2 separate regions of the Urocitellus parryii genome follow, and region 2 is linked to region 1. A link is a contact called in public Hi-C data. All regions are on one chromosome and are shown on one strand. The core of a region is the stretch at or near the end of the contact, and the rest is flanking DNA. Distances in the headings are between cores, read along the strand shown.

The links. Hi-C and Micro-C count contacts between places; a contact is called where the count stands out from the background.
Region 2: a Hi-C map of muscle shows a contact between it and region 1, with 4 times the contacts expected there. The contact joins the promoter of Foxn3 here to the promoter of Efcab11 in region 1. A contact is called at or near these places in 2 of 2 Hi-C or Micro-C datasets (liver and muscle).

The regions. Positions count from the first base shown.
Region 1 is chr6:15,080,660-15,084,959 of mUroPar1.hap1, forward strand. Efcab11 (EF-hand calcium binding domain 11) reads left to right here and starts at 1,383. Exons shown (of 6, transcript XM_026394240.2): 1 at 1,383-1,532; 2 at 2,045-2,140. The coding sequence starts at 1,458. Tdp1 (tyrosyl-DNA phosphodiesterase 1) reads right to left here and starts at 131. Exons shown (of 16, transcript XM_026394228.2): 1 at 107-131.
Region 2 is chr6:15,379,148-15,383,297 of mUroPar1.hap1, forward strand. It overlaps Foxn3 (forkhead box N3), which reads left to right and starts at 2,539. Exons shown (of 8, transcript XM_026394242.2): 1 at 2,539-2,645.

The sequences.
Region 1 (4,300 bases), core at 133-2,632:
CCACGCGCCCGGTTCTCCGGACTCCAGCTCCCCGGCACAGCGAGCCGGGCAGTCGAGGGACGCAGGACTAGAGACCGCGCGCAGCCCACGGCCGCGGGACACGTACCTGACCACACCGCCTCCGCCGCCGCCTCGGCCCCGCCCCGCGCGACGTCTGCGCCTGCGCGCAGTTCAAACGCACTTCGCCGCGGCCCGCGCCTCACCGCCCAGCCGCTTCCCCTTCCGGGAATCTTGCCCTTGGGTCCTAAAGACCCCCATATCCGAAGGGACTGACAGGTTTATTCCTCAAAGGGGGCAGATGGGAGACCTGACCTCCTCTCCCTCCCAGCTCACCTACTGGTGTCTTAAAAGAGAGAGAAACAGAAAGGTGGTCAACCCCTTTATAGGGGTTCACATAGCTTCAGGTTCCCAGGGGTCAGCGGTGTGTTTTGAAAGGCGGAGAGAGAGAGAGAACAAAAAGATGAGCTGAGATTAAAAGCAGCTGCCAAATGGAAAACCCGTGTCCCGGGAAGAGCGGGCTCGGCTGGGGCTCAGTCTTTAAAAGCCTGCTGTAAAATAGAAAGTTAAACAAGTCCACATCAGACTCAGAACCTCGAATGCCTGCTTCTTTCAAACAGGCATGCGAACGTTCTTTTAAATTTATTGATTTGACAAAATAGAGGGATCAGAGATGAACCCATCTGGGAAACGGAACTCTCCCGACGTTCGTCTTTTATAAGGATGTTTGCTATGTAATTTGGACTTGAGGCTGTTTATGCTATTTACTCCTTGGGTCTCCCTCAAACCAGGCATCACTTTCAGAGGGTTGAATGGAATAAGTCTGTGTAAATGTGCTAACGGCTTCTTTCGTTTATTGAAGATCTCCTTTGTTCCAGACACAGTGCTAGGTGCCGGAGTTATTAAAAAAAAAAAAAAAAAAAAAAAAAAAAAAGGACAAAACCAACTTACTAACTACCCTGCGTGCTCAACCCAATGACTTGCTGACTTAAACGTGAATCCTGGATTTGGCTCGACTTCTAGGCTTTGTTCATCCTCTTTGTGTCTTCTATGAAATCTAGCAAAGCCAGGGACCAACATAATCAAAAGGAATTTATCGCAAGGTTGGCAACGAATGAAAGAAATCATGAACTTGAGCATGTAGTTTGTAAAGCATCTAGGTGCGCTGGGTCTCGCGTCGCTTGCAGAGAGTTAAGGGAACTAAGCAGGGGCGGAGCTAAGCGCTGGGGGGCGGGCCTGGGAGCCTCCCCGCCCCTGGCTGGTCCAAGGAAACACAGCCTGTGGCCTATAGCATTGCGATATCAACGCCAGTGGCTCGGAGACCGTCCAATGGGAGGAGACGTTGGAGCTGCACGGCTAGTTCCAGAGCCGCGGTGGGCGTGGCCGAGGGAGGCTGAGAGCGGGGTTCTGGCGGGAGAGGTTCTGGACTAGGTGGTCCGGAACTGGTTGTAGCTGTGGCTATGTTTTTCTCCGAGGCTGGGGCCCGGCGGCGGACGTGGGAAGCCAGCCCCGCGGAACACAAGAAGTTTGTGGAAGTAGGTGTCCGGAACGTGACTCTTAAGTTTTGGACTTCGTCTTGGCTCCGGGCATTTCAGTCTCTGTGCTGGCGTCTGGCTCAGCCGGGTTGTTCAGACGAGACCTGGACGACCCTTAGAACAGTCGTGATTAATGAAAAGCCCAGAGCTGCCTGCTCCTGGTTCTGCCTGCTTCCAAGTTCTTTCTCCACCCCGGTACCCAGCTACGTAGTTTCGAATTTGCATTTCTCCCAGTTCAAAGCCAGCCCCCAGCCCCGTTGCCTCGCTTTCCTAATTTCTAGGACGGAATTGTGGGTAGAATTTATCCTGAAGGTGAAAACTAATTTGCGTCAGCCCAGCGGTTAAGACCTTGGCACTTCTGGCAGATTTCTTGAGATTTAAAGTTGGGATAATACCACTCTATTTCTAAGCTCTACTGGGCTAAGTTTTAGATTTTAGAGGTTCAAATTTGATAATAATGAAAATAAGGGAACAGTTTGTTTTACTAACTGAAACCATTTAATATTCTTTAGGTATTTAAAGCATGCGATGAAGATAACAAAGGCTACCTAAGCAGAGAGGACTTTAAGGTTGCTTTTGTAATGCTGTTTGGGTACAAGCCCTCCAAGGTAGAGTTTCTTTGTGTATTTGGGGGATGCGGGAGATGCAATATGAATGGATCCTAAGAAAATTGCCAAGGGGTTTTCTTGGGATCTTACAAAGTGCATGGGTGACTTATAAGCTGTTTCAGAGGTGTCACCAGTGCTGAATTTTCCTCTTTCCTCTTAAGGACCCAATTCAAGAATGAATTAGAGATGTCTCATTGGAGCCCACGAAACATATATCTCCACCAAGCTGCTAATAGTTACATTAAATATGAGATGCTAGCGAGATGTCAACAGGGAAGACTGGGAGAAGGATGTTGGTAACAGAAGGAATTCACCTAGGAGGTTATCTGTTGTGTCTATTCACATTAAATTAAAACTTTTTTTGCTTTGTTTAAATTATAAAAGTTATACATTCACATAGTAAAAAGAAAATCTCTTTCAACTAGAGGGTCTCAGCTTCTCAGGGTTTACCATTACTAACCAGGTTCTTACGTATTGTTTCAATTTTTTTTTCAAAAATTTCAAAATGACGAACTATATGCATAGTCTTCCATTGAAAACATGGTACATACTATGCCTATTTTATTTTAATGTTTTTCTCACTTAACAATACATCAACCTGAAAGCACACACCACTGCCTCATTTTAAAAATTAGTTGTATAGCCGGGTGCAGTGGCACACACCTGTCATCCCAGCGGCTAGGGAGGCTGAGGCAGAAGGATTTCAAGTTCAAAGCCATCCTCAGCAAAAGCGAGGTGCTAAACAACTCAGTGAGACCCTGTCTCTAAATAAAATACAAAATAGAGCTGGAGATGTGGCTCAGTGGTTGAGTTCCCTGAGTTCAATCTCTGATACCAAAATAATAATGATAATAATAATAATAATAATAATGTAATGATCTCTCTTTGGTCATTTTTTAATTTGTTTTCATTATTTTTCATTCCTACAAACATTGCTGCATTGAGCATCCATTTATATCTACATAAACACACAAACACATAGATTTATGTCCTTGTGAATGTGTAATTCCTAGCAGTAGAGCTGCTAGGTTCTGCAATATGTACATTTGCAATTTTGTTTGATATTGCTCTTCAAAAAAGATTGCACCAATTCACCAATGAGAATTGAGCTGAGTCTCAATGAACCTTCTACTTCAGAATAGGTTTCCTGTTCACACAGTCTTTGTGCTGTTCTGCTTGCCTGTTACCTGCATTCTAGAGATGAATGCTTTCTTGTTAAGCATCGGGGTCAAGATGCTGTCCAGATTCAAGAAATAAAACTGCAAAAGGACCTCTTAGAGCTCTGCCTGGAATGCCCTTTCTTATTCTCTTGTTAGACCAAACAGCTCAGCAGTCAGTTCTGCGTGCATGGTCTCTACTCTGTCAGATTGCAAGCCTAGTGCAGCCAGGGACCTGTGAAGTCCCACTTCTGCACCCTTCAGAGTGTTGAAATGCTTCACAACACAGTAAATGTGTCCTGTTGACCCAGACAGGTTGCATGAGCAACCCAGAGTGCTTATTCAGAGATGCTTAGTTCCTGTAAGGCCAGTTACTGAGCTCATCAGGGCTGGCTCTCTGAAATTGCAGCTCTCCTGTTAACCTGCAGTCATTTCAGCTGGAATTCAAAGCAGATCAGCTGAAAAGACTCAGCCTTTAAGGCATTATATTCAACTGGAAAGCTATCTTGTCTCATTTACCTTTATCACCCTCAAGAATATTTACTTCTTTCATTTCAACTTTAGAATTCATAAGGAATGTGATGACAGGTATAGTGATTTGGTAATAGACTGTATATATACTCCATGAAATTGAACAGATTTTTTACTTCTGAATTGAGGTTTTGGATTTTATTTTTTAGGCAAGTGAAATATTTAGCTGACTAGAGGAAACCAAACAGTAAAGTACTAACATAGCAAATCACCTATATATTTACCAGACATTTGTACAATGAACTTTTATTAAATAGGTGGCATTACATGAAATTTAATAATTTTAAATTTTATACTAGATTGAGAATTGGGATTTAATTTTTGGATATTACTTTGAACATATGAAATATTTACTGACTTTGGTTCAGGAAATTAAATGAGATAACATGTAAAATTCATATAATAGAAAGTATATTTTTGTGTGTGGTGCTGAGGATTGGACACAAGTGAACCCTACCACTGAGTTACACCC
Region 2 (4,150 bases), core at 1,289-3,788, 300 kb after region 1:
TGAACCCAGGGCCTTGTGCATGTGAGGGAAGCACTTTACCAACTGAGCTTTGGAATATGAATTGGTATCTGGTGAGTGGAGTCCCTCACGGCTTCCTGATGGTGATGTGAGTCGCTTCCCTCTGCCATACTTTGCGGCCATCACATACTCCCAGCCCATCAAGTAAGTTTTGCATTAAGCCTTCTAAGTAGTTCCCCAGGAGGGGCTGCATGTATGTATCTTCCCTACTGGGCCATGTCTAGTTCCTTCCTCATGAACCACACACAAAAAAAGGAATGTATCACTTTTCAGAGAAAAATGTTTCTATCTTTCTGGTTAAATGTCATCTAGCCCCACCTGCTTGTTTGTGGGGTTTGGGACACATCAACAAGAGAAGTTAATGTTTCCTTTAGGCAGGGGGGAGGAGGAAGTGAACTGCCATAAACAGACTGGCTGGTAGCTTTCCAATGGGTGCAGGAGGCTGAGGACTCCCTGGAGGCCCAGTGGGCTCCAGCTGTCACCAGGTCTGGACAGGGAGGCCAGAGTTTTCCCAGTTGGCCGCCTTGTAGCTGAAACACCTTGACTTTTCAAGGGTTGGAAAGCCTTTCAGTATGGGCACGTAGATAACCAGTTTCCACAGAGAAAATCTCACTCCTCTGTGTGTAAAATGGGACCCGGTCTTAGTCTCTGAGGGCCAGCAGAAAGGTACCCGGGGGAATGTAGCCTTGCACCGTCTGCCAGGGTACCCTGGATAGCCCCAGGACAGAAATCTGAAGGGCACAGGGCTCACCAGCCATCTTTCTCCTTTAGCAGAGAGCAACATGTATTCAGCTAGCCTCATTTTTCCAGGCTGTAAATCTCTGCTCTGCTCCAGATAACGGTGACTAAAGGACCCTACCTGCAGGCTTGTTTTGGATACCTCATCCACCCCACAACACTTAAGGAGAAATAGCTGGAGGCCTTGATGTACTTGAAAAAACCTGTGGGAAGTTCTAGAGGACAAGGTTGGGATTCCAGCTGCTCTGCTCACCAGCTGTGTGGTTCTGGACAAGTCCCTTCACCTTCTGAGACCTTCATTTTCTCATTTGAAAATTGGGGGTTATAATATCTGTTTTCTCACAGAGGTGTGGTAAAGATCACATGAGATGCACGTTCCAGTACTTTGAAGATCTACAAGTGTAACATAGTACAACATAAGTCAGCAGAAGGGGTGCCTTTGATGTTTAATTAATACTAAAAATCTTCCATTACATTTATTTAGCTATAATTGGAAGGGGTGAAGGCAAGAGTACTTTTCAAAGGGATTTTTTTTTTCTGCTCCAAAAATAAAACTCAGAAAGCACATATTTGATTTTCTTTTTGGTATAAACCACAACGCCATTACTACGAGCAGTTTTACAGAACTGTGACCTTCAAACTTGGTGATACCAGACTGAAAAGAAAACTCCCAGTCTCCAAGGCTTTCCAACAAGCTTTTCAAACCAAAGCACTATTATTTTGAATTAAGAGCTAACAGAATTGTCCTCTTAAATGAGCACTTACCAGATGAAAAGTTGCTTTCCAGGTGGCCTGCAGTAAATGAATGAGCCAAGAAGTTGCTGGAAGCCCTTTTGGGGGCAAACCAGGGGAATTTGATATGAATGTGTGTCAAACTGCCTCTCCCCTGTTGTGAAAAAGAAACTAAGAACTTACAGTCTTCCTAATTGTACACGAGCTGATTTGTGTATCAATCTAGGATCATAATTTACTTTCAGTTTACGAAATTTGTGAATTTTCGCATTTGTTTTAATTTGTAATTAAGTTTTCTCTATGAGGCACGCCATATGCCACCATTAATTCTCTCTCGTTGATTTCTTAGGAGAGACACGAGTGCATATTTTGATGCAATTTTTGAGGTCTTTTGAAAATCAAATGACTATGTGCTTAGCCATATGGGGCTTTATTATTTAAAATAGCATATTATAAAGTAAGAGAAAGCAACATGCAAAAGGACCTGTTAACGGGGGTGGGGGGGTGGGGGTGGGGTTATTGGGAAACTCTTTAAAACGTGGTTTTAAACACACAAATTTTCAACTTTCTCCTTTTTTTTTTTTTTTTTTTTTTTTTTTTGCATTCTACTTCTGAAATCTTTCTTTATCGATCCCGTCTGGAAGGCCTCCTGTCTGGTGTGAACGCACACGACAACCCAAGCGCCCGGGACAAACCTCGGTGCTTTACAACTGGGGCTGCAGACGCCAACGTCTGCCTTCCGCGAGTTGGGCTGCAGCCCACGTCTGTCACTTAACATCTTCGGATCCAGGATTGGAGCCCCTCGGTCCCCCAGCACCGACCGACCGCGGCGGCTTCTGCGAGGGACCGGAGGGTGGGCGGTGTTCGCGGGGTTCCCCGGGGCTCCCGAGCTGCCGGCCGTACGTGCGGGCTGCAGACCGGGCCGCGGGGCGGGCGGCGGCGGCGCGCGCTAGGACCCAGCAGGGCTCCGGGCCCGGGTGGGAGCGCGCCGCCGACCCCGGGCGGGCGCCGGGCGCTGGAGCCCGGGTTCCGGCCGCGATCGGCTGCAGCTCGGCCGGGAGACGGCGCGACCCGGCGGCGGGACCACCCGCGAGTGCAGCGCCGCCGCAGCCCCCCGATGCGGCCGCGAGGAGCGGCGGGGGGGCGGGCGATCGAAGGTAACGACCGCGGGGCGCGCTCCCCGCCCCCGAGCCCGCCGCGGTTTAGCATTGTCACCGGGAGCCCGCGCCCCGGCCGCCGCGGGGCCCGGGGCCGGCTCCACGGGGCCCGCCCCCGTCTTTGCACCTAGTTTCCACGGATTTCTAGCCTGCAGCCCCAGATGGGGAAGAGCCAGGGAGATGGCAAGTTGCTTTATTTTCATTAGTTTTGTCTCAAAAGTAAGTTCATTAAAAAAAAAAAGAAAAGAAAGAAAGAAAAAGGGAAAAAAAAAAGTTTCTCTGGAATCTGTAGGTAGGTGTTTTTGGAAAAAAAAAAACCTAACAATTTTTTAAAAATCGCCGGCAAATGGATATTTAAAAAATCACCATCTCCTGGGTGTGATCCTGCTAAGGACTCCTGGGGAAGCCCCGTTGGTGGGGTCCCCCGGCCTGACTTTTATTTTTCAAGGGACCAACGTGTTCAATGTGGAGTTTAGCTGGGGCAGTTTGCAGGCTTTGCTGTCGCAACTGTTTTGCTATCAATTATAAACAGAGTGTCAGGTCTGTGGGCAGTTTAAACCTCTGTTCAAATACTGTAGCTGCTTATCCTGATGTGACACAGACAGATGAGAGTTTCCGTTGAAAGCAGCAAGAATATTTCTTTCTTTCTTTTTTTTTTTTTTTTGAGCAACATTGTTTTGAGGCGGAAAAACCACGATTGCCAGCCGAGGAGGCTGAAGAAACTGTGTATTTCATGCTTTGTTTATACTCTGGGAGTGACATTTGGGAAAGGGAAGCACGGTCTTTCTCGGAGCTTTTAATCGTGGGGTTATTAATTTATTTAATTTATTAGTTCCAATTGGTTGGGCTCGGGGAGCCCTCCGTCACAGGCTGTGCTTAAGGTGACACATTTGCTAGCAGTTGGGACACATGATTGCAAAAGCAAAAATGTGCCTCATCCAAAGGACGGGTCTGGTGGAAGCTCCCATGTGGCGCTGTCGTAGGCAGGGTGCGACCCGCTCATTGAGGAAAAAGGAAAGCGATTCCCTTTGCTAAGAAAGACATCCTGTTATATTCCTTTTGTTCCCGGTTATTCATTGATCGCCAGCTCTGCCTTAGACAGGGCGAGCAGCTCTGAGGGTGCAGAGCTCTGAAGACGGCACCAATGTCTGGAGCCCGCTCTAACTCTTGCACTGATTGGTCAGTTAGATTGAGACTTAGGAAAACAGTCACCCCAAACCCTCTTTTAAAATCGTGCCATAATTTCAGATGAGCCTTCTTGTGCGTGGGTCTCTGCGAGATTGTTTTTTTTTTTTTTTAATCCTGCTGCAGTTTGCACGAGAAAGCTTTATGTTTAATTTTTGGTTGTTGTTTCTATCCAGATAAAGTAGGCCATTTTGGTGACAGATTTCTTTGCAGACCTCAGCTACTAGCTTCCATTGATAGATGTATCACTTTACAAGACGTTATCAATGATTTCTGCTTCCAAGTTGTAGAATGCAAAGTTGTTCAACTTAGAATTAATT